Linked DNA regions of Dromaius novaehollandiae: region 2 is linked to region 1. The links are chromatin contacts, called in public Hi-C maps. All regions are on one chromosome and are shown on one strand. Each heading gives the region's core, a stretch centred on a gene start, on an enhancer-like site or on the middle of the called end of the contact. The rest is flanking DNA. Distances are from core to core; before and after follow the strand shown.

Evidence for each region. Hi-C and Micro-C count contacts between places; a contact is called where the count stands out from the background.
Region 2: a Hi-C map of brain shows a contact between it and region 1, with 4 times the contacts expected there. The contact joins the promoter of GNAT3 here to the enhancer-like site in region 1. A contact is called at or near these places in 3 of 4 Hi-C or Micro-C datasets (brain, liver and ovary).

What each region holds. Positions count from the first base shown.
Region 1 is chr1:8,391,053-8,397,391 of bDroNov1.hap1, reverse strand. No RefSeq gene overlaps it. Among named protein-coding and RNA genes, the nearest start is that of CD36, 57 kb to the left of the region's middle. Within about 2 kb of position 3,306, at least 1 of the 2 cell types and tissues checked has open chromatin away from gene starts, as enhancers often do.
Region 2 is chr1:8,501,924-8,508,262 of bDroNov1.hap1, reverse strand. It overlaps GNAT3 (G protein subunit alpha transducin 3), which reads right to left and starts at 2,271. Exons shown (of 8, transcript XM_064505075.1): 1 at 2,012-2,271. The coding sequence starts at 2,147.

The DNA.
Region 1 (6,339 bases), core at 2,057-4,556:
GCTCTGGTGTGGTCATTTGATTCCTGAGGAATGAACACATTCTGTGCATGTAGGACAAACTCTTCACCCCAAGAATGCAATCTAGCAAACACCAGCTGTTTAGGGTTTTAGCCAATAGGACAAGAGGGGAAAAAAAAAAAAGCTAGAAAGCTGTATTTACAGCTGCATTAGCACTTAATACCATGAATTTCTTTCAGACTCGGAACAAAACTGACCTTTAAGAGTAGCAAACTTGGACCATAAATGCAAAACAGGGCCTGATTATGAAAGCTCTGATGTAAAGCAGGTTTTATTCTTACAGTGCTTGTCAAGCCCTCGGCTTGGAACAGCAACATCCCATGGTTGCCATGCTTTTCCAAGCAGATGATAAATCTGCCTGCTTTATGCAGTTTGATATGAGAGCATGGCTCGTGCTATTCTTTCAAGTAATGAAAACATGCCTGAGACCACAAGATTGTGTTGCGGATAAAGGAGGTCCATCTTGCATTGTTTTGTTCTCAGCAATACTAAGGGTATTGAAGTGCTGCACACACAGTCACTTATTGATTAGATCTGCAGATCCTGTTACAGCAAATGACATTATATGCCCTCCTCCCTAATTACTTAATGAAATCCCCTTGGGCTGCAACAATTTCCATATTGAAGTGGGCGGTTCAGGCGTAAATGTAATGACTGGAGCTGAAGCAATCCCTTTAAAAGCAGAGGCATAAGGCCAAAGGTTGTTTCCTATAATTAAATTATATAATTTAAAATCAAATAGGATTGGGTGGGATACTGTGATTAAATAGGTGTGCTGGGTGGTTTGCATTACTATGTCAGACATTGCTAAGGTTGTACTTTTTTTTTCCTTTTCTTTTCTTCTAGAGGTCTGGTAGATGGAAATGGTGAAAGATGATGGTGGGTACTGTTCCTCAAGCAGCCTAGAGAGGTAAATAATCTTGGCATACCCACCAAAGAGACAGGTGTCTTGGTTACAGCTTTGCAACTGTCCTGCAGTGTGACTCTTTCCTGCATTTTACCTTGCTGATGTAGATGGGGGCCGGTGCTTAAGTATTTGAACAGTGTGAAGAGCAAAGGACCCCTGGCCTTCAGAGGGTATGTTATCCTTCACCTAAAGATTTTGGACATTACACTGTCTTTTATAGTTAGCAGGCAGAAAGAGGCACTTGTGAGTCATGATTCTTCTAACAAGCTTAAGGCCTATCTGTTGATGAGACACACCACAAACGACAAGAGCTTATTTCTAACCCTTTGACTGAGGAGTCAAAATGAGTAGCTCAGACAAATGCCATCCCTCATGATCTTAGGTGTGTTTAGGGCTGCCCAGCACCAGAGAAAAGTTTGTTTGGGGCTGATATCTTAAGCTGCTCAGCCTTTCAAGGGATGTAGCTTTAGGAGAACTGAATTGAGCATGCTGCATCTGGTGCTAGATGCCCATGTCTGAACTCCCGTCTGACTTACCTGATGCTTCCTGGCCGCTGTCAGCTAAGTTTCATCTGCCTATATCTGAGCATACCAATCACTTAAGCTTGTTGAGCGTTGAGGATTTCCACAACGGATATTATTCCAATTGCCAGGCGTGAGCCCATGTATACAACCCCAGTTAAACACAGGCAGAGAAGGAACAATCTCAATGTCCCTTTTCAGCCATAGGTCATTGTGCTAACTCCCAACCCCTCCTCGACCTGAAAAGATCTTAGTCCATTTCTCTCTATTAGCCCAAGGCTGGTCCCATGCTGTATCTCAGGGAAGGGCTGTTTAAGTCCCGACCCTTGCTGAGGTTGCGTGGCTTTGCACAGGGAAGCGAGCACAGAGAGGAAAAGAAATCTCTGAAGCTTCAATACTGCAGCGCACAGGACTCCCACGCACCAGTGGCGAAACCAGCACCCGGCTCTCCCGGCTGTGCAGTCTACACCGCAAATCCAGCCCATAGTCTCTCTCTAGTTTCCTCTCCGCGAAGCAGCCCAAAGCTGTGGGCTGAGGTTTGCTCAATGTCTCTCTTCCGCAGGAAGGCTGACAGAAGCAGATCCCATGTGAATAAATCAACGACTGCTACGTTCATGTGACAGTTCCTTCTGCAACCATTTTAAACTTACTCATCCCGAAAGTGTGTTAATGTTTATTTTAAAGCCCTTTGCCCTGATAGAGGTATTGTTTTTCTCAGTAGACTGTGCTATAAACAGCTGCATCAATATTTACCTGAACAGAGAAGTATTTACTCTGTATCAGTTCTCTGCTTTTCTTGTGCATTCTCTGGCTGATGGGCGGCAAAACAACATATCTTCCTTTCTTCAGTTTTCAGACTGGACAGAAGAAGGATCGTTCTGCTCTTTTGCAAACATACAACCACGTTTATGTCAATGACTGAGCTGCAGTCAGCTCTCTTTTATTGTTAGAAGTCCCTGTGTGGAGGTAGGCATGCTACTTGAATGGGCTTTACGCAGAGAGCGAGAAGGTGTTGGAAAAGGTAATTCTTCCCAAGACTAGTTGCCAAGTACCAGCAACTGTTTGCTTACAAAAGCAGAGTACAATGACTGCATTGGTCTACACACTACACTTACTTGCTGAAACTCATTTTCCAGCAGGTCAAAACCTCTTTTTATCTTTGTAAAAAGGCTAGTACGCAATTTGGAAAAGGTGGTAATAAGTGAATTTCAAGCTATTGGAGGTTAAATATCCCCTGAGACTTGTGTTTTCATTTCAGCTGTAGCCGTGTGTGCGTAGTTGTCTGTGGAACGAAGTGTGAGATCTGGGATGACACATTTGTTCTGAATTGCAACCAATTTTCTGACCAGCCAAATGAAAGTATAAATTCAGGCTGCACTGAACTGTCCCTGCAGCTCTTTCATATGAACCATATCACAACTTCCTTTGAGTAAGTGCATCCGAGTGAGTTACAAACAAACAAAGAAGAGCGCAGAACTGCACGGCAAAGTGAGCTAGAGAGACCAAAGGTCAAGATTTGTTGCAGCAAGGAAAATTAAATTGCAGAACTAATACAAACTCCTATATTGAGGAAGACAAAATAATCTGCAGAAATACTAGGCAATGGGATATTCCGAAGCAGCTGTATCCTATTAAAGGAGATCTTTAAAATGTGCATTTTTTTCAATTTCTATCCTTAAAATCTTGTCAGTATCCAATTAATCAATAGTTGCTGAAGAGGTCCTGGACTGAACTGTAAACTGACTCATTTCACAGTTTCTAAGCGTGGAGGCAGACTGTAAAAACAAGGTTTAAGTACTCTCTGATCAACAGTAAGGAGAATATGAGCCATGTGCCCGCTAATTTAACACAGAAGTGTATTCTAGCACCACCTAGCTAACTCTGAAGGCAATTTCAAGTCAGCAAACAGGCCGATACTGTCACTTTTCATCAAACTGGCAAATAATAGTGTCATTGTAATTGGTGGACTAACGAGTGTAGCTGCAGGACAGCCAGGACTGCAGACTCATGCACGTCTTCATTTGGCTCAGGGCTGTGTTCATTCCTGTATGAACGTGATTCTTTTTATAAGATTGACCCTCCAGTGAAGAAACTGTTTAGGCATCGTCCTTAATATTTGTCATGGAGGTAATAAACCAGTTGTTTGGGAATCTCAGTGTTTTGGGGTATGGAGATGACTGAGAACAATAAACTTGCCACAGTTATGACTGAGACTTGTCAAACAGAGTCAAAAGTGGGGTGTATTTTAATTTCTCTTTTACTGCATAATGATGGAATCTGAAGGGAGGTTAATAAATTAATTCTGGTTTCGTTTCAGATTTTTGTCTTGATACTACTAAGCTAATTTTCCCTCTGGTTAAATTAAATATATATGTCTTCAGAATAATTTCTAGTTATTTTGTGTTTGTGAAATCCTGACTGTATGGCCATAGTAACCTAAAATAAGTAACATGGAAAATAAATGGTTTTGCTAGTGACTTGGAATGAATTTATAAAGAGAGGACATAGAGCACTCATGGTCAGGTGCTGAGAAAGATTTCGAAAGCAGAAGACCCCAGACACAGAAAAAAGGAGTGAACATACTTCTCAGAAAGCCAAGTCCCACAGGTCTTATTCAGCTCCCACTCCTCCAAGCTGTGTGACTGAAGTCAGTAGGAGTTTTCACTAGGAACCTGGCTTAAGAAACTGCAAATGTGAATATATTGGGCCAAGCTGCAGTCTGATTTGTCTTCAAGGAAATACTTGCTGAATCTTTTCTCGCAACTGGGGATGGGAATTGTTAGATGATGTGGGAGTTTATGACATCTGCACAGGACCCAGGGTATTTCAACGTGAACTGTCTTGACTCTGGATCTTCCATGAACAATGCGTTTTTACTGTTGCTAAATTTCAAGTGCAAGGTGTGATATATCTTAAGTACTACCTTCTTTAATGAAGTATATGTGTGCAGCGTTCAGAAAACATTACAGAAATGCTTCTCCCATCTTAAACTGAAAGAGGTCTCAGTCAAGCATTACCTGTAAATCAGAGCTGTCCTGGTTATCACAACAACCCTCCAAGCCCAAGGCTGTTTTTGTGCAGCTTAGTGCCTTGTCCCAGCAAAGGGGCTTAAAATTATGGCCTAGATCCAAAGGGTTCACCATGGTTGCTTTGCAAAATTCTGGTGATGAAAAGCAGCTGCAAGCTGACTTAATCAACCAGTTAAATGGTGTTTATGGCTGTCTCAGCTTTCTGGGATAGCACAAAGTAGCTGGAGTGAATCACAGGACAGGCCCAAGGTTCCCAGACTATAACGACGGCGCTTGGAAGGAGTCTGCACCATCTTCCTTTCTTCATGTAGTGACAAGTACGGCAAAATCTGGTACAAATGGGGCAGGAGGGATGCAGCATCTGCTATGGCATGACACTATCTGCCACAATCCGCCCTGCCCTCACCAATCAGTAAAAGCTCGGTCAACAGCAATTATTTCAGAGGTTTCCCTCAGAGTGAGATTTATTCTTGGCATTCAAACCTGAGTGCTCTCAATGCAGGAGGACTTGTAAAATTTCCAAGATTTCTGCTGGCTGACTTTACAGTTGGCTGGAGGATGCAGGGGAAGTTTCTGTTCAGCTTATATGGTTTTCGCCATCGTGTCATTAGCTCCTTTCAAAATAACAGCTTGCCTTCTTGACAGGAATGAATAAACTGGCAAAGCAATTCTTTCTTTCTTTGTTAAACTCTAACCGGTCTCCAGGAACACCAGAAAATGAACCGTCTCTAACTCCATTTAGGGCTCCTTGGCCCGTGTGTGCTGCAGCACAACGGCAATGATGACAGGAGACAACTAGCATGCTCCAGAGTGCCAGGTGGTCACCAAATGGCAGCACGCATTATCCCCTACTTCTGCAGCATTAAATAATCCACCAGGCATGTTATTCTTTGCTTTAACCATTTCCTGGCATACTGTTCCAGACATTACTTGGTGCAGGGCGCCGCACGTGACAGATCCATACATAGGTAAATATCATAAATCTTTCTAACCCTTAGAAATCTTAGAAAGGAAAGAAAACTTGCGCGGTCCTTTTATTCTGTATACGTGAAGGAAGATTCTGGATTTGTTGCTATAATAACGAAGGTGATCTTTGTTTTCCATGGCAAATGCCTTTGATCTCTCAGGAAAAAAAAAAACCAACACATTCTTAGGAACATTTTTTGTGCTCCACTGCTTTGGATAGCTCAGACTAATTCTTTTGATTATTGACCTTTCTGAGTTACAAAATAATTTTTCATAAAGGAAAATTAAATGAATATATTTGTGACTGGCAATCTGTCAAATAGTTTGTCTGTTAATACCATCTATTTATATTTTTCCTCTCAGTCCTTTATGTTATCTCAAGTTTCCCAAAACAAAATCTTTGAGCTTGGACATGTGTGTCATTAGGAATGAAACATGGAATATTCTGCAATACGAATGCTGTCCTGAGAAAACTAGAACAAAATATTACCCAAATGTCTTTTGAGTGTGAACATACACATTCAAGTAAGTAGTCTGGTTCTGATATTTATTCATGAGCTCAAAAGCCTTCGAATGTCTTCAAAGTACTTCTTTACATTTGTTTGTTAACTAACACTATTAAGTGGGCAAGCTTGATAAAGTCAATAATGTGCAGCATCTGTTAAAGATTATAATAGGTAATATATCAGAGAGTACTGTAGTGAATGGGGTTTGTACTTAAAACAACCAAATTAAGCTAGCCCTTCTGGGACTACTAGTCTGAGTTTGGCTGAGGAAAGAAATAAAGAAGAGAGCATACAGAAAAGGAAGAGAAGAACCCTAGAAAGAGAAGAGCTTTTAAAAGAGGAGATGGTTGAATTTTCAGCAAAAAATGAGAGGCATAAAAGCTCTCTAAGGG
Region 2 (6,339 bases), core at 1,022-3,521, 110 kb before region 1:
CTTACGAACATTGGCTCAGCAGTCGTGATTCCAGGTGTTCAAATCGACACACGCAGGGGCACAATAACTTTGCACTAGGCTCAAAACAGACCTATGTTTTGTTCTCCTTTTTTTCTAAGACCAAGCAAATGCAAGCTCTTAAGTCTATATTCCTTTTTTTCCTCTCTGATATGCATTTTTACTAGATAATTGGTTCCTTGTGATCTATGTCAAAACAGTTGCCCAAGAAGAAAAAAATTCTAAAGTATTGTCAAATTTGAATTTTTATCATGTATAATATGAATTAAAATGATATTGTAGAAATATAACATAAAGAAACCTTTAAAGTATTTCAAATTCCGCTGTTTGCCTTGTTTCATGAAAGAGTGCTTGTATATTTGAGGAAACTGAAATGTCACTTTTGAAATGAATGAAATAGAATTCTATTTCATATAGCTTTCAATTAATCTTAAAGCATATTACTAAAGGTATCTTGAGACTAAAATATTAATAGGGTCAATAAAAGATTGCTTGCATACATTGAGAAAGATATTCAAAGTTCTTAATACTAAATACATACATATATTCTGGGAGGGGTACTTAAGTTTGTGTCCTGGTGCAAGGCAACCTCCAGGACAACAACCAAGGCATGACAGTTTGAGGAACAAAAGTTATTCTTGAGCTGCTTATCCTGCAGATTCCTCTTACAGAATTTCTTGCATCTGCTTAATGGATCAGTATTGGGTGAGGTCAGAGACAGGATATTGGCATAGATGGGCCCCAGTTCTAACTCAGTCTGCTGATTCCTTTTCCTAAGAACACACAGGAAGTATATAATAATATACTTTTCCTGTATTTGAGCAACTTAAGCCTGTCTCAGTTAGGGCAATAGCTTGTATCAAAGTGCCACCTAAGATTTTCATGCTCTCCACAAGACTGAACAACTTTGTAAACTGCAGTCTGAATATCAGTGGTAGATAAAGTATATGAAATTGTTATTTTCCTGTTATTATTTAAGAAACCTACATGGTTGTGTCTACCTCTTCATTCTTTTTCACCAATGATAGTTAGATTCTTAGTAGTTGTAAATAGATACTTTGCATAAAATAGAAGACAACAGAGTTAAGCTGATTCACTCTGGCTAGGGGATCTAGCTCTGTCTCAGCAAGCGAAGAAAAAATAAAACATTTCAATAAAAGGCAGTTTTCCTATTCATTTGGTGAAACAAATGTAAATTCTAATAGCAGACATCATACTATTAGAAGAGAGATATAGAAAGTAGTGGTATTATTATGCTCTTGGATAGTTCTCATAGTCTAAGTAGTATCACAGAAAGGAAAAAAATATATAATTTTTATTTTTCTATTACACAAGCTGGCTGTTAATAAGTAGTTCATAATATGGATTAGAAATAGTCTTCTGTGAGAATAGTCATCTACGTTCATTTCATTTCATCGCCTTCCATTCCCCTATCCACAATATTGTTTCTATACATTGAGAAAAGTGTCTTCCTGCTTCTGCAAAAAGTGAAGTGAAAGAGTTGGAAAACAAACATTTTCAACAGGTGGTGACACCCGTGTATTTTCTATTTAACCAGTTCCTTCACTTAATCCTCCTGCAAATGAATTCATATAGTGGAAAAGAAGAAAGAAGGGAAAAGAAGAAGGGAAAAGAAGATAGAGACAAGAAGAAAGAGAAGCAAAAAAAGAGAAAGAAAAAGAATGCATATTTTGCATAAGAAAACAGCAGAACATTTGTTCTAACAGTATTTGTCATTCATCAAGGTCAAAGATTTATAGTATTTAAAACTGAATACACTTAATGACACAGTCATTTTCAACCATTTCCCTGTGTCTTAATTGGTTGTCTGCAACTTCATGATTTAAAACGGAGTGTCCAAAACCAGAAAACATTCTGTCTGTGTATAAGAGAACTGTTTTTTTCAAATAAAATAGTAAAAGATGGGAAATTCCCTCTACTGAAATGTAATTTCAGTACAAAATAACCCCTCAATGGAAAAAATAATACCAACAATTTCTATTCTTTTTACCCAGCAGTAGTAGTTTGACTGTCCTGGCTTCCCTCTCTGCATCTTCCTGGAGTTTCTTCTCCAGTTCTCTGGACCTCCTGGCCGACTCCTTGCTCTCCAAACTGGCTCCACTGCCCATCTTGAGGTGTTAAATAAAAGCCCTTCTTTGTCCCAGCTGAGTTACTTCTGATTAGGCTATATGTTTTAATTCAGAAGGAGGACAACATGTGTGTTGAGAAAATGTACAAATCCCATTCGATCTCTGCATTCAATCTGCAGACCAAATAGTCTCTTTACATCTGTCACATGACCTGGAGATGCTACAGTCTAGGATTTATATAGGGACATAAATTTGCACTGTTATGATGTCATAGAATTAAAATGATCCATCCTACAAAACGAAGATCCAGATAGTCCTATGTCCTTGTTCAGGCAGGTTCCAGTCTCATGTGCTTCAGAGAAATATGCAGAAAGTCTTGAAACAATAAAGTTGGGAATAACTCAGCTCAAGAAAAAAAATTTCAGTTTGTGAAATACTGTGTTTACCCTGAAGCAAAAAAAGATTCATATGCCTTCAAAGTATTCACTTTTTTTTTTTCTTTCTCAGTGGTCATATCTCTGAATATATGTATTCTCTATTAAAAAAATGCCCAGATTTGGATTTATATAACTGAGACATCAGTTTTTATTTTGAATAATTTACATGCAAAATGTTTGCATGTTCTGCATTTTCATGATATTATGGCAAGTTCCTTTATTTTCTTAAAATAGTTACAGGTACTTCATTGCAATTGTACCATCTATGGGATACCTTTGTATGGCTATTTCTTGGCCATAACATTTTTCCATTTTTCTATAATTTTATTAGCAGCAATAGGCTTTGGCTGAGAGCACCGTACTCCTTTTTGTGTAGAAAGGATACAGGTCAGAGTCTCCCCACTGATATAATTATCTTCTCTTAGTGTATTCGTAATGCAATAGTAATATATAAGTGCATTTTATGGTGGACATATTACTTGGCATGCATTGTCAGCAGTGTATTGAGAAATTATGCTCTGTTATAATTGACACCTGATTATAGTGGGTAAGAAAAGATTTATTATCAGGACTGAAAGGTCCAAAACACTTTCTTTTTGGTCCCTTCTCTTTAGGTTAGGTATTTCAATAAAATAAATCTTAATGGTGTGCAATATTGTAATTAATTAATATTGACTAGTAACAGTTAACAGTGTGCAGACTTTACAATATGTAAGCTTTATAAGGCTTAGCCTGGGAATAATGGTTAACGGAAACATAAGCATACAGCTCAGTTTGAGTGACCTTAAATGTATTTCTAGGCCAGAAGAGAAATGAGGAAGAGGGCCAGAGGCAAAGTGATTACCTCATTCCGCCTATAAGAAAGGAAATGTTCTTACAGTAGAGGTAGCTGGACCCCAGCTGTAATAGGAAGGCAACTAGCACTGCATAAGTGGAAAACGGGAGAGAGTGGAATAAAGATCAGCTGCATTACTGTGAGCTATGCTCCTTTTGATTAGGAGTGCGGTCTTCTGAGGTCGTAGCCTGTGCTAGTCCCATTCAGTCGTATCTTCTCATACCTCATAAAAAGGATGACATGCTGCAATAAAGATCAGTGACTGTACTTCTTCAGTGTATGCTTTTCGATCAATGGAGCAAGAAATCATGTTTTCAGCCTCCTTGCTTTGCTTTGCCAGGGATGAATAACCGGCATTTATTAACAGCTGAATTTTTACATACATATTTACATAGCAAGAAAATTTTCTGTTTTGTTAAGCCTATATTCCTATTTTGCTTATTCTTTAAAACAGCAGGTAATAAGATCTTTATGCAGCCATACCAATAACTTGTTCCATTTGTGTAAAGGATGAAAATAAGCAGCATCAGGAGTGTGATATCAGTGCCAGGTGTCTGTTTATCAAAAACGCATATATGTACAATGCACCTGTGCAGTTCAGTAGGTTTGAAAAGTAGTTCTGTGTGAGCATTTCTGGACACTAACAGAATATACAGATTAACTGATACAGTCACAAACCACAGAGAAGAACACTGTCTCCAGATACAGGGCCTGATTCACCACCGAGTTACTCCAGGCATGCACAAGTCCATAGGCCATTATGGGATGCACCCACAAGTGTTGAGGGAGCTGGCTGATGTCACTGCGAGGCCACTCTTCATTAGCTTTGAAATGTCATGGTGATCGGGAGAGCTTTCTGAGGACTGGAAGAAAGCAAATGTCCCATCTTTAAGAGGCAAAGAAGGAGGATCTGGGAAACTACAGGCCATTCAGCCTCACCTTGATCCCTGGGAATGTGATGGAGCAACTAATCCTGGATACCATTTCTAGGCATGTGAAGGACAAGAAGGTGACTGGGAGTAGCCAGCATGGGTTTACAAAGGGGAAGCCATGCTTAACCAACCTGATAGCCTTCTGTGATGAGATCACTGGCTTGGGGGATAAGAGGAGAGCAGTGAATGTTTTTTATCTTGGCTCTAGTAAGGTTTTGGACACAGTCCCCCCCATAACATCCTCATAGACAAGCTGATGAAGTGCAGGCTAGATAAGTGGTCAGGAAACTGGACTGAAAACTGGCTGAGCTGCTGGGCCCGGAAGGTTGTGATCAGTGGCATGAAGTCCGGCTGGAGACCAGTGGTGTCCCACAGGGGTCAATACTGATGTCAGTACTGTTTAACATCTTCATTAATGACCTGGATGATGTGACCAAACACACCCTCAGCAGGTTAGCTGATGATACAAAACTAGGAGGTGTGGCTCATACACCAGATGATTGCACTGCCATTCAAAGGGAACTCAACAGGCTGGAGGAATGGGCAGAAAGGAGCCTTATAAAGCTCAACAGAGGGAAGTGCAAAAGTCCTGCACCTGGGGAGGAATAACTCCAGGCATCAGACGCTGGGGAACAACCAGCTGGAGAGCAGCTTTGCAGAGAAGCATCTGCAGGGCCTGATGGACAACAAGTTGACCATGAGCTAGCAATGCACCCTCATGGCAAAGAAGGCCCATGGTATCCTGTGCTGCATTAGGAAGAGCATTGCCAGCAGGTGGAGAGAGGTGATCCTTCCCCTCTACTCAGACTTAGTGAGGCCACATTTGGAGTACTGTGTCCAGCTCTGGGCCCCTCCGTACAAGAAACACATGGACTTATTGGAGCAAGTCCAGCAGAGGGCCCCAAAGATGATTAAGGGACTGGAGCATCTCTCATATGAGGAGAGGCTGAGAGAGCTGGGACTGCTTAGCCTGGAGAAGAGAAAGCTCAGGGGGATCTTGTCAATGTTTGTGAATATCTGAAGGGAGGGTGTAAAGAGGAGGGCACCAGACTCTGCTCAGTGGTATTCAGCGACAGGATGAGAGGCAAAGGGCACAACTGAAACACAGGAAATTCTGCTTCAACATAAGAAAGCACTTCTTCACTGTGAGGGTGTTTGAGTGTTGGAACAGGTTGCCCAGAGAAGCTTTGGAGTCTCTTTCCTTGTAGGTATTCAAAACCAAATTTGACACAGTCTTGGGCAACCTGCTGTAGCTGAAACTGCTCGAGCAAGGGGCTGGACTAGATGATCTCTAGAGCTCCCTTCCAACCCCAGCTATTTTGTGATTCTGTGTTTCTTTATTTTTTTTTATTTTAATTTTTGCAGTGTCAGACTAAAGCAATGGTAAAGTATCTCCTATTCAGTTATACTGGAAGAAAATGAGTGTAAATAAATCAAGATGAAAACTTTGTATCATTTTTCATTTGCTTTCCCTAGGTGGAAAGCAATGGAAGATCGAGTGTGTTTTCTATAGCATTGATTTCCAGCTGCTTCTGTTGCTATTATAACTACACGCAGGAGTTGGCTTCATAAAATTAGATGTCTGGTATGAGCAGGCTGTAATTAAAATGTGGATAGAAATAAGCAACTAATAATAAGCAACTAATTAATAAATCTGCAATATCTTTTGATTTGCTTACTCCTACCATCTAAATCCTAACTAAATACTTTATTGGAAAATATAGCAATTTGTTTCATTTTCATGGAAAGCCAAAGCAGGTTTGGGAGGATGAATTGGATTCTGTTCTGCTTTGGACATCATCATCACATCATTAACTATATTCTGATCAAGGAATGTTCTGACTACTGATGGTCAAGCCGGAAACAATAGACATTGACTTACAGGGCTCAATGAAAGCTAACATGCTTTGTGACATCTTTTTTACCATCTCCTTTAGGTGTTTGAATAAAAATACTGTCATTGAGAGGGAGTATGTCTGGAAATGTCCCTTTGAAACACAATCACACTTTGAAAAGAAAATTAGCTT